3 separate regions of the Mus musculus genome follow, and regions 1 and 3 are each linked to region 2. Evidence: chromatin contacts called from public promoter capture Hi-C data. All regions are on one chromosome and are shown on one strand. Each heading gives the region's core, a stretch centred on a gene start, on an enhancer-like site or on the middle of the called end of the contact. The rest is flanking DNA. Distances are from core to core; before and after follow the strand shown. Region 1 overlaps Pth1r (parathyroid hormone 1 receptor). Region 2 holds the start of Scap (SREBF chaperone). Region 3 holds the start of Pth1r (parathyroid hormone 1 receptor).

Region 1 (3,302 bases), core at 279-2,778, 390 kb after region 2:
CACCCGGATGATGTTGATAAAGAGGATGAAGTTGAGCTGTGGGAGGGAGCCTGATTGGAGACTGGCCATGCCATGGGCCCTACTCTGTCACTGTGTCTCTAGGTGGCTCCTAGGGCCCTTAGCTTCCCCATCTAGACTGCAGTAGGAATCATGTGGTCTTTAGGTCTTTGGGTTTCTGGTCCTTGGGATCCAGGGTAGCCATCACAGATGTTCTTGTTAAAGGTTAGTCACTGAGGCTCATAACCACGCTGCCCCCAAGCCCTGCTCACCACAACAGATGCCAGGATGGGCACCTGGATGATCCACTTCTTGTGCCCAGAGCTCAGGTCCCAGCACCTAAGGGAGGGGGAAACATTAGCCACCGGCCACCTGGAACCCGGAGTTGTCCTGCTCTGATGTGAGCCTTTAAGGACACAGGACGAGAGCTGGATGTGTCCAGGCCTCAGGCACTCATGGGCCTCTCTGGGAGTCACCTCCTGTGACTCTGAGGTGGTTCCTGGCTGAAGGCTGATCAGAAATTCCTGAGGCTGGAGCTGCTGGTGCACGGCTTCTCCCCCATGATTCATAGAAGAGGGAACCTGAGCATTTCCAGCTGTGTCAAGGTCCCGGCTCCCCCATCCCCACCACCACACATATACTTTGCCGCTTGACCTACCCAGTGTTGGCCAAGGTTGCTCTGACACCGACCCACACAGCCACGAAGACAGCCGGCAGACCTGCGTGCAGAGGCAACACGGTGAGGGGCGTGAGCTCGGCCCTAAACCCTGTGACTTTCCTCAGCCTACGGCCCCCATCCCTCACCCTAGGCACGTGGCTATTTAATGCCAACCTAACAGCCTGAGGGGCCAGCCCTCAGGACTCAATGCAGCTCTCTGCCCCATTTAGGTTCCTTGCTTCCTGTGAGCACCTGTGCATACCTGCTGGGCATATGCAAAAACTAACACTGGTATGGACAGCTCATTCTGCTCTGGTCTTAGAGCACCCATGGGGAGAGAGCTGGTGACTAGCAATCGTTCTGTTCTGAAACTCCCTCTCCAAGCCTGGATTGAAAGGTCCTAGCGTTCACGGATGAGGTAGATAAAGTAAAGGTTAGCTTCCAGGGTGAAGGGAGCCCGATTCCCCTCCCTCAGCTTCATTCCCAGCCTGGTGGATCCTTGGAGGGAAAAGGTGTCACCTGGGTTTGTGGTAAGGGTGTGACATTCCCAGATCATAAGGTTCTGTGTGCTCCCTAATCCACATGTTTCCAGCCCACCCACATGCCTTCTAGCCAGCAGCTTGTGTTAGTTCCTGGAACCAGGCCCAGATCTGCCCGGCTCTGGGACTTGCCATGGTGAGGTCAGGGATAGGGCATGTGCCAAGGGCCAAGGAGGCTGTGGAGATGAGGGTTCTCTAGATGCTGAGCCCAGGAGCCTCGAGCCACTGGCCTACCCCTCCACAGTCTGGCAGCTTTCCCCAGGGCCCAGCCAAGCTCTGCAGCTGCCAGCCACGATGAACAATTATCAGTAACCAGATCCTAGGACCCAGGTGGGGGGGATGGTAGGACCGCAGCATCCCGGAAAGCAGCCGCTGCGCTGCAGAGAGGCTGAAGCTAAATGGGACTGAGCTCTGGTCCTGTGGCTCTGGACCTCACCTCCTGGTAACAGATGCAAGCCCCGCCCTCACCCTCGGGGATCTGGGTAGGAGGCTCCAGACTACACCCCCAACCCCAGGCTGATTGCTGACTGAAGATCTCACTCTGGTCCCAAGTTTAACCTCATCTCGTCCCCAGGAATTATCACCCGAGGAGAGCTGAAATGCCAGGCAGGCCAAGGCAACAGCACCCGGTGAACCCTGCCCATAGTCACGCTGAGTCCCTTAAACCTGGAATGGAGTTAAAGTCACAGCAGGATGGGCAGGCCCCCAGCCTGCTACAAAACAAGAGAGGCAGGACATGCCCCCTGAGAGCGCCTTACTCAAGACCCAACCCACCACACTGGTCTCCGTACCCCAGCCAAAGATGGTGAAGCCCCACAGATACTTCTTCTCTGAGAAAAAGGCCATGAAGATGAGGCTGTGTAAGTACAGTCCCTCCACCAGAATCCAGTAGTAGTTGGTAGCCAGGAAGTAGAGGAAGAAGGTCACGGCCACACGGCAGCCAGCCTAAGAGACCAACCACAGTTAGTTCCAAAAGGTAGAACCTGCATCCTATAGGCAAGGTTTGGTCGCATTAGGGGGAGAAGGAAGTTAACTCTAGGCTGCTGGGTTGGGCTGCTGTGGGGGTGGGGTGTTAGCAGCAGGTAGCAAGGCAATGGGGAGGAGAGGCTGGGGCGCTCCAGTGTTGGGGAAAGGGGGTCACTGGGAGTCGCTAGCAGTAAGGGGGGGGGGTAGGTGGTGGTGGGGTGAGTTGAGCCGCGTGAGGGTCCCTGTGAGGTGGGTTTGCTGGCCTAAAGCTGGAGGAGGTAGCAAGAGACAGGCAGAGGGAGGGATAGGCTGCAGGTGCGAGGGACATGGTGGGTGGCAGAGGGGCACTCACGTAGCCAACGGCGGCAGCGGCGGGCGGAGGCGGCACCTGCGCGATGATATGCAACTCTTCCTCCGTGAGGCGCTCGGCCTCATCCAGCGTGAAGCCAGAGTAGAGCACAGCGTCCTTCACGAAGATGCTCGCGGCGCGCAGCATAAACGACAGGAACATGTGCATGTGGATGTAGTTGCGCGTGCAGTGCAGCCGCCTGCGGGCGTGCGACATCACCTTGGGTGAGGGCACGGGGGTCGGGGGGGAGGACGCAGCGGTGGGCAGGAAGCTGGGCTGTGCGCCGTAAGTGGGGACATCACGCAGGGGGGATGGATGCAGTGAAGGGGGAGAAAGGAGGCTCGCACCCTGGACCCCTCCAGATGCACCCCGGACCCACCCTAGACCACGCTCCACCCCTCGCCGGCTTTGCCCTGCCTTCGCCCCACTCCTCGCCCCGCCCACCTAAAATAGGCTAGGATGAGCACAGCCACGGTGAGGGAGGCAAGAGACATGGAATATCCCACGGTGTAGATCATGCCCAGGCGGTCAAATACCTCCTGCGCAGGTGAGAAACAGAAAACTGGGACTCAGGGTGGGCACCAAGGGCAAAGTGGAGGACAAATTAAGGTTGCTGGAGAAGTAGAGACTAGGAGAGTCGGCTAGGTTGAGGTTCGCTAATGGGGCAGGTGTGGTCTTAAGGGTCAAGCTTGGGAGGGAGGAGGTGCGCACCCGTTCCCGAGTCTCATTGGTCATGAACTTGAGGCACTCGCTGTAGTTGGCCCACGTCCGGTTGTGCCCTGGAACCACCTCC
Region 2 (3,477 bases), core at 912-3,411:
AAAGGTCCAGTGTTCAAGTCCCAGCAACCACATGGTGGCTCACAACCATCCGTAATGAGATCTGACACCCTCTTCTGGTGTGTCTGAAGACAGCTACAGTGTACTTACATATAATAAATAAGTAAATCTTTTAAAAAAAAAAGTACATCTTTTCTTTTTTTTTTTTTTAAATCAACTCGGGGAACAAAGGGTATATTTGGTTTGCATTTCCATGTCCATCAACAAGAGTCAGAGCAACAAAATACACCACGTAAAAAAATAAATTTTATTTTTATTACTGAGGTTTGAGCTCAAGGCCTTGATGCTAGGCCCTACCAGTGGGCTGCATTTTCTTATCTTTGTGGGGGCCAGACTTATGTACCAGACTGGCCTCAAATTGGAACCTTGGACTTCTGTTCCTCCTGCCTGCATCTCCTAAGGGCTGACATAGGTGTGACCCACTGAAAGATCCTAACAGAATGTAAAAGGTCACAGAAGCCCTGAAATTGGCAAGATAGATGTCACTGTTAGCAGAACTAGCTTCACTGATTTAGAAAAATAGAGGTGCACAATGCTCTGGCCACTCCTTGAACTTGTGTGTCTGCCAATGTTTTGACCATTCCTTGAACCCATGTGTGTGCCCACTGATGAAGCCCACTGCCAGGTGTTTGTGATATTGGTTGCTGAGAAAGAGTCAGAAAATCTCCCCAGCAACCACAACCGGGCCAATCCTGAGTTGCTGCCCCTGCACCAGACTCTTTCCTTGTACCCCTCCCATACCCATTTCTTGAGAATTGTTTAGATCTGGAAATCCCCCCACTCTCCCCTTCTCCTTTCCCCCCTGAGGGCCTATAAAAACTGGGACCTCTTTCCCCTCGAGGTCGACTCCTCTAACCCTGCGTGGGATATGAGTCATCCCCAGAGCTCTGGCTTTCCCCGAATAAAGCCTCATGTGGTTTGCATCAAGCTTGGTCTATCGTGAGTTCTTGGGTGTCTGCTATTATCCTGAGGCCTGAGCGAGAGGCTCCTCTGGGGAGTCTTTCACCACCACTGCCAGTTTGCTGGGGGTTAAGGCTCATATTCAAGGCTGGGCAAGCAGTATATCAACTGAGTTACATCTCTACCAGAAACCTGCTTTATAGAATAACCCTATTCCAAAGGCTGAAGTGGCCACCTCTGATTTGTTTTGCACGGTGACTATACTTATATTTTCTCTTCCCCCACCACTGGTGCCCTTGAGGGCAGGTACAGGGTCTGTTCTACCTTAGTATGCCTTGGGGGTGAGCAAGAGTGACACGAAAGAAGTATGTTTAAGGTAGCAAGATGGGGGCAGGTGGCCACTCTGACCTGTGACACTCAGAGAGTCAAGACATTGGTAGTGTGGTTGAGATCTCTCCACAGGCAGGCCTGAGGACAAATGGAAACATAGCAACCAGGGTTGGTGCTGTTGCTGAGTGTCTGGAACCTCACTTTCCCCAAGGCCAAATGAGAGAACACACACCATATGCTTAACTCAGCATTTACCAGAGCAGTCACTCAGCATAATCCGTTACATGTGCAAGTCGACTGGTGGCAGTTCAGAAGGTGGAAGAGACTCAGACACCCATAGTTCCTCTACGTGGGAATAAACACTGAGTATATATCTTCCACTTTACCCTATGCATTGTATTTTTAACAAAAATGGAATCCTAACACCAGCTTGGTTTTGAACTAGCTTTCATTATAAGTGCTCATTTAACATCCTTGGTGTTGGAGGCTCCTATACCTAGTTCATCAACTGAATACACTTGCTATTTAGCTCAGTTGCTTCTAATTCCCTGGTTTGTTTTTCTTTTTGATGCTGCTGTGGATCAAACCCAGGGCCCCTAGCGTCTCAGGCAAGCTCTCTACCACTGAGCCATACACCCAGCCCCGCTTCTAATCCTTTGGCACTATAAAGCATGGAACACGAGCTCTTGTGCATGTTCTCAATCACTTCCCAGGACAGTGATGCTGTCAAAACTCTGAAGTGCTACTAGCCACCTTTTTCCAGGCCACAGGCAACTCCAGTACTTCCTCTCGCAGTTGTGTGGCAGGGGACCACCAGGGGGCGAACCCGAGCCGTTGGCAGTGCCAGACTACGCATGCGCACGCCGCCGGGAGCACGTGTGGAGGGCGGCGGAGCGGGAGGGGAAAGGTAGGAGTTGAGAGGTGAAGGGGCGGGGAGCTGCGCGGGCGCCGGGCGGCCGGGAGGGAGAGGGCGGGCTCCAAACACCGGACCGCGGGCCAGGAGCGCGCAGGCCGTTCTCCGCCGCTCGGTCGCCGCCGCCCGGGAGCTGCCTCGCTGCCACAGGTACCTCAGCGCGCGTCTGCACGGTGCGGCTGGGCCCCGGCGCCGGCCTCGCGCCGCTCGTGCCCGGGAGTTCCGGGATGCGGGCGAGCCCGGGCAGGGGCGCGCGGGCGTGGGCGCTGTCCAGCAGCCCGAGGCGCGGCTCCGGAGACCGCAGTCTGGAGCTGGGGGCCGGACGGTCTCGCGTCCCCCTTCCCGACCGCGCCCCCGCCCGGGCCGAGCTGCCTGGGTCGCGATGGGTTCAGGCTGAGTGAGCTCAGGCAGGTAGGCTCGCCGCTGGATCCTGCTTTGGGGTTGTCTGGGGTTGTCTGGGTGAGGGCTAGACCCTGTGACTCAGTCCTGCCTCTTTCCGAAGATCCGATAGCCAGGCAACATGTAGATTCTCTGCTGGGAGTGCTCGGTTTCTGGTTTTATGTGTTGCTTAAACCTAAACTTTGCTCGCTTATGTTGCTTATGTTTACTTCCAGGTGGTTTTGTTGCATCAGGGTTATAATGGGATAGCGCTAGCTGCAGCGAGTCCCGGGTCCACACTGCATCTCAGAAAGTTGTGCAGATGGTGGCGATGAAGAGGAGGGCAGTGAGCCACAGGTGGCGGCGGGTGAGGGGTGGGAGTGGGAGTGGGGTCCTGGAGGTAGTCTTCCTTAGTTTAGCTTATTTATCTCTTATGGTGACGGAAGCGATGAATAAATAAGTTCATGATGATCTTGTAGTAATTCTTGTGAAGTCGACATAGGAACAGTCTTTAATGATGCGTTTGGGTGCGTTTGTAGAGTTTGCTTATGCAGTGTGCAGCCATCTCAAGGTGTGCTAAACATTAAAGCTTTTCTTAGAGTCAGGATCAAGTGTATCTAGTTAGTGCTGAATGCATTTTAGGTGTAACCTGTGTGATGCTCAAGTGAAGATTGTATGTTATGAAGTATATGCTAATGTATTTCAAATCTAAAGGCTTTTTATATATTTGCAGCGTTTCTGCTTGGCAAATATTTTGTTTGTATTGTTTTTTTAACGACCAACAGGAAATACAAGTATAAACATTATTCCTATACTCATTATTAAGTTACTTGGGGACGTGTGCCTAGGGCATTGGTCTGCCACTGAGTAACACCTGTGGCTTTTTATTTTGAGTTGGGCTTCATTGCCCAGGCTGACCACAAAGTTTCATCCTCCTG
Region 3 (3,462 bases), core at 918-3,417, 410 kb after region 2:
TGTGGATTTACCTGAGATAAAAAAACAAAACAGGGCAAGTACCTTTCTCAAAGGGTCGTGGGTAAAACCTAACTAGATGATCTTCGTAAAGCGCTTAGAACAACAGACTGACGAACAGAAAACTCAGAGGCATTTGTTGAATACAAATGAACAAACAATGGACCCGTGTGCACACCCATAGGGTGCACACGTGCACGCACACACATGCATTAGACAGCTGTGCTTCCCTCGGAGTCATGTGCGGATGCAGAGCTTCAATCACATGTGAACTCGAGTACACACAACCCTACGGACTGACTCAGATGCCCATAAAGCCTTGTGCCGATAAACATTCAGGCACACACTGAGGAAGGATATTGTACCCAACAGCCACATGCACATATATGTGTACACACACAGAAGTCACTGAGGGAAGTTCAGCAAATAGCTCTCTCCCCCGTGTCCGGAGCACCTCCTGAACAGTCTCTGGCTTTGATTGTCCTTTGCTGGACTAGAATCGAGGCTATGGGCACAGGAGGAGGACATCAAACTGCTAGGGTGTCAGGCAAATGTTTCTCTCGTGCTCTCTGTTCACAGATGGGCAACTGAGGTGTGCAGAAAGAGAGTCGAAGGTCACACAGCTGTAGGCTGAGCTGGGGGAGCCCCACAGCTCCTGTGTCCTCGAATGTGAGACACATGCACATATATGTGTACACACACAGAAGTCACTGAGGAAAGTTCAGCAAATAGCTCTCTCCCCCGTGTCCGGAGCACCTCCGGACTGTCCTATGAAGGAAGCTACTTGCTCTGTCTCTCTAGACCTTGGTCAGGGGTGGAGTACGGGGTGGGGGGCAACAAGACCTCAAAGTCAGGCACAAAAACTGATTCAAGAATAGGTTAGGCACTTGGGATGGGACCACTAAGGGAATGAGAGGACAGAAAATCTCCCCTCTCTGAGAAATGGCTAACAGACCCTAGCCCAAGATGAGGTCGAGTTCCAGCTTTCTAGTTGTCTTCTGTTCTGAGTCTCTTTCCGCTGGGGTCCAGAGCTCTCATCCTAACCCCTTTCTTTGTCTGTCTGGCCCTCTCCACTAGTCTGTTTCTTGGTATTCACCCTCAGACCACGCACAGTACCCCCCAAAGATCAGCACACTCATGTCCCACAGCACATATCTTCTGCAAGGTGTGCTATGAGATCAGTGTCTTTTGGAAGACCTCTGTACCACACCCACCTCCCTGGGCAAACCGATTTCCACTTTGGGTAAAGCGGTCCCATTCATGCATACATCTGTGCATCTGTAGGATCCAGAGAACTGAGGAGGGCTCTAAATCCTACCCTCAAGTCTAAGTGATTTCTGACTTCTTGCACACAGCTTTGAGCACCGGGTGCAAACAAAACTTGCAAAAACGGAGCTCCCCCCGCCCCCAGCGCAGTGTGTGATACTCCACACCCAGAACCCGCTGAATCGCACAGTTACCACTGAAAAAGATACATACGACCAGAGCCATATGCTCACAGAAGCATGGTGTAGGGGAACTCCAACCACAGGTTTCCAGACCCAGGACCCCAAGCCAAGTCTTCAGAAGTGGGGAAACTTCAGGCATCTGGAACCTACGGTAAGACACCCCAAACAGAGCAGACACCAGGGTTCCTGGTTCATGGCTGGGGGGGTGGGGGCTCGGAGGTCCCATCCCAAAGTTCAGACTATAAGGAGAGCCCAAGAATTTGTGCCTACACTCGTCCCAGGAACCCCAAAGCAATTCCAGGAGTCCTGTGTTGGAGTGTGGACGGAGAGAGACTTACCAGCGCATATGCGGAGCTGAGCACTGGGCAGCAGAGAAGGAGCGCCAGGCTGGGTGCGATCCGGGCGGTCCCCATCGCCACCGCCTAGGGCCGCGTCCCTCGGGGCAGCCGCCGCCGGCCCTGGTGATGGTTGGAGGGTGCAGAGCTGCGTCAGGCCGGGCCGCCCCGCCCACGCCCCGGCCTAGGGGACCCCGGCGTCCGGGCGGCCGGAGGCCCCGGAGCCCGACGCGGGGCCCATTCGCCGAGGGCGAGCGAGAGAACGAACCGGCGCAATGGAGAGAGGGAGGGCGGAGGGAGGGAGGCAGCCTGAGGCCGGGCGGGCGGCGGGCGGGCGCCGAGCGCTGCTGAGCGGCCTGTCTGCCTCGGAGCGGAGAAATCACATCCATATGGCTGGGCCCCCCGCCCCCGGCCCGCCCCCCGCTCCCCTCCCGCGCCGCCTTTTCTTTCTTTCTTTCTCTCTGTCTTTTTTCTCCCCCCTCTTTGGGGGAACTGGGAGCCGTGGCTTCGCTCCACGCCCAGTGGGGGAGGGGCGGGGGAGGGGTCGGGGTCGCGGTCTGCGGGGGGCGACCAGGCTGTTATTTTTAGCTCCGCGGCAGTGGGCAACAGGGGAGTCGGGGCGGGGCAGGGGGCGCGTTTTGAGTTGCGCGGGGCGTGCAACTAGGGGATGCCATCCTGACTTTTGCAACCACACTGAGCCCTTCGGCGTTTCTGCCGCCAGCTCCCGGCTCTCCCGCGGCATCGTGGCCGGCTCCCCGTCTCAGTCTGGACCCCCGTGACCTTGTTGCTCACCCCCTGCACCCCATTTCCCATCTTCCGAACCCGCGCTGCGTGCGCCCGAGCGGCACGGGCGTTTCTGCTGCCCCGACGCTGAGGCTGCCTGTCTGCTTGTCAGTCGGTCCTTTGCTACCGTCCACCCACCACCCACCCTCCCCGCGCTCCCCGGCTTTGGCCTCTGCTATTCCAACGGCCCCAAGCTCGGTTTCGGTCACTCCCTCGCTCCCCCCTCCCCTCCTCTACGAAAACATTTGCAAGTTTCCAAAAAAGCCACCGAACTGAGCGGCAGCGGGGCTGGCGACTCCACAGGGCTCCGAGGAGGCGCCGCAGACTGACACGGAGACGGGGCAGCCGGGCCCGCCCTGGCCGGGCCCCGAGTCCCCTCCTGCCCGACTCCGGCCTCCCGCGCCCCGCGCGCCCGACCCCCCACCCCCATCCCCCAAGCCCCGACTTACTCCGAGCTCGCCGCCGCGGCCCCCGCCTTGCCATGAATGTCGGGGCCCCCCCGACAGCCTCCCCAAGCCAGCGCCCCGTCCGCAGCCCCGGGGGGACTTCATGGAGCTCTCGGGATCCCCCCCTGGCCTGCCTGGCCTCCAGAGCCCCCCGCCCGGCCGCTGCTCCGAGACGCCGCCCGCCTTGCGCGTCCCTCGCCTCGGCGTCTGCTGCTCCCCTCCCCCCACGGCCCGGAGCCTCTTCCCCCCCCCCTCCGCGCCCTCCCCGGGCCTCCTCCGCCCCTGCCCCCGCCACTGCCTCTCAGGCGGGTGTGTGCAGGACAGAGCCGAGCCCGCTGTCCCCCATCCCGGGACATCTCTCCAGAGACCCTGCCCCGGGTCTTTCAGCAGAAGGATAAGTGTTGCGGGGACGCAGTCTAGGGAGCTCTGACATCGGGACCTGAGAACCGTGGC

The links. Promoter capture Hi-C pulls out the DNA fragments that hold promoters and counts their contacts. Capture Hi-C pulls out chosen DNA fragments and counts their contacts.
Region 1: a contact with region 2 is called in a promoter capture Hi-C map of hippocampal neurons, with 2.3 times the contacts expected there. The contact joins the enhancer-like site here to the promoter of Scap in region 2. A contact is called at or near these places in 3 of 39 promoter capture datasets (embryonic stem cells, hippocampal neurons and pre-B cells), 5 of 115 datasets of contacts at active chromatin or transcription factors (bone marrow-derived dendritic cells, bone marrow-derived macrophages, embryonic stem cells and 2 more) and 2 of 9 other capture datasets (embryonic stem cells and liver).
Region 3: a contact with region 2 is called in a promoter capture Hi-C map of liver, with 2.5 times the contacts expected there. The contact joins the promoter of Pth1r here to the promoter of Scap in region 2. A contact is called at or near these places in 7 of 39 promoter capture datasets (the HPC-7 cell line, cranial neural crest, embryonic stem cells and 4 more), 5 of 115 datasets of contacts at active chromatin or transcription factors (the 230-238 cell line, bone marrow-derived dendritic cells, bone marrow-derived macrophages and 2 more) and 2 of 9 other capture datasets (adipose tissue and liver).

Annotation. Positions count from the first base shown.
Region 1 is chr9:110,724,458-110,727,759 of GRCm38.p6, forward strand. Pth1r (parathyroid hormone 1 receptor) reads right to left here. Exons shown (of 14, transcript NM_001083936.1): 5 at 3,221-3,302; 6 at 2,954-3,048; 7 at 2,513-2,708; 8 at 1,986-2,139; 9 at 656-716; 10 at 270-336; 11 at 1-36. Among named protein-coding and RNA genes, the nearest start is that of Gm35775, 16 kb to the right of the region's middle. Within about 2 kb of position 1,529, at least 38 of the 459 cell types and tissues checked have an H3K27ac peak or open chromatin away from gene starts, as enhancers often do. A contact at or near this core is called in hippocampal neurons, where this site is marked.
Region 2 is chr9:110,331,195-110,334,671 of GRCm38.p6, forward strand. Scap (SREBF chaperone) reads left to right here and starts at 2,162. Exons shown (of 23, transcript NM_001001144.3): 1 at 2,162-2,311.
Region 3 is chr9:110,740,443-110,743,904 of GRCm38.p6, forward strand. Pth1r (parathyroid hormone 1 receptor) reads right to left here and starts at 2,168. Exons shown (of 14, transcript NM_001083936.1): 1 at 1,784-2,168. The coding sequence starts at 1,858. It overlaps Gm35775 (a long non-coding RNA gene), which reads right to left and starts at 1,360. Exons shown (of 2, transcript XR_379891.3): 1 at 1-1,360.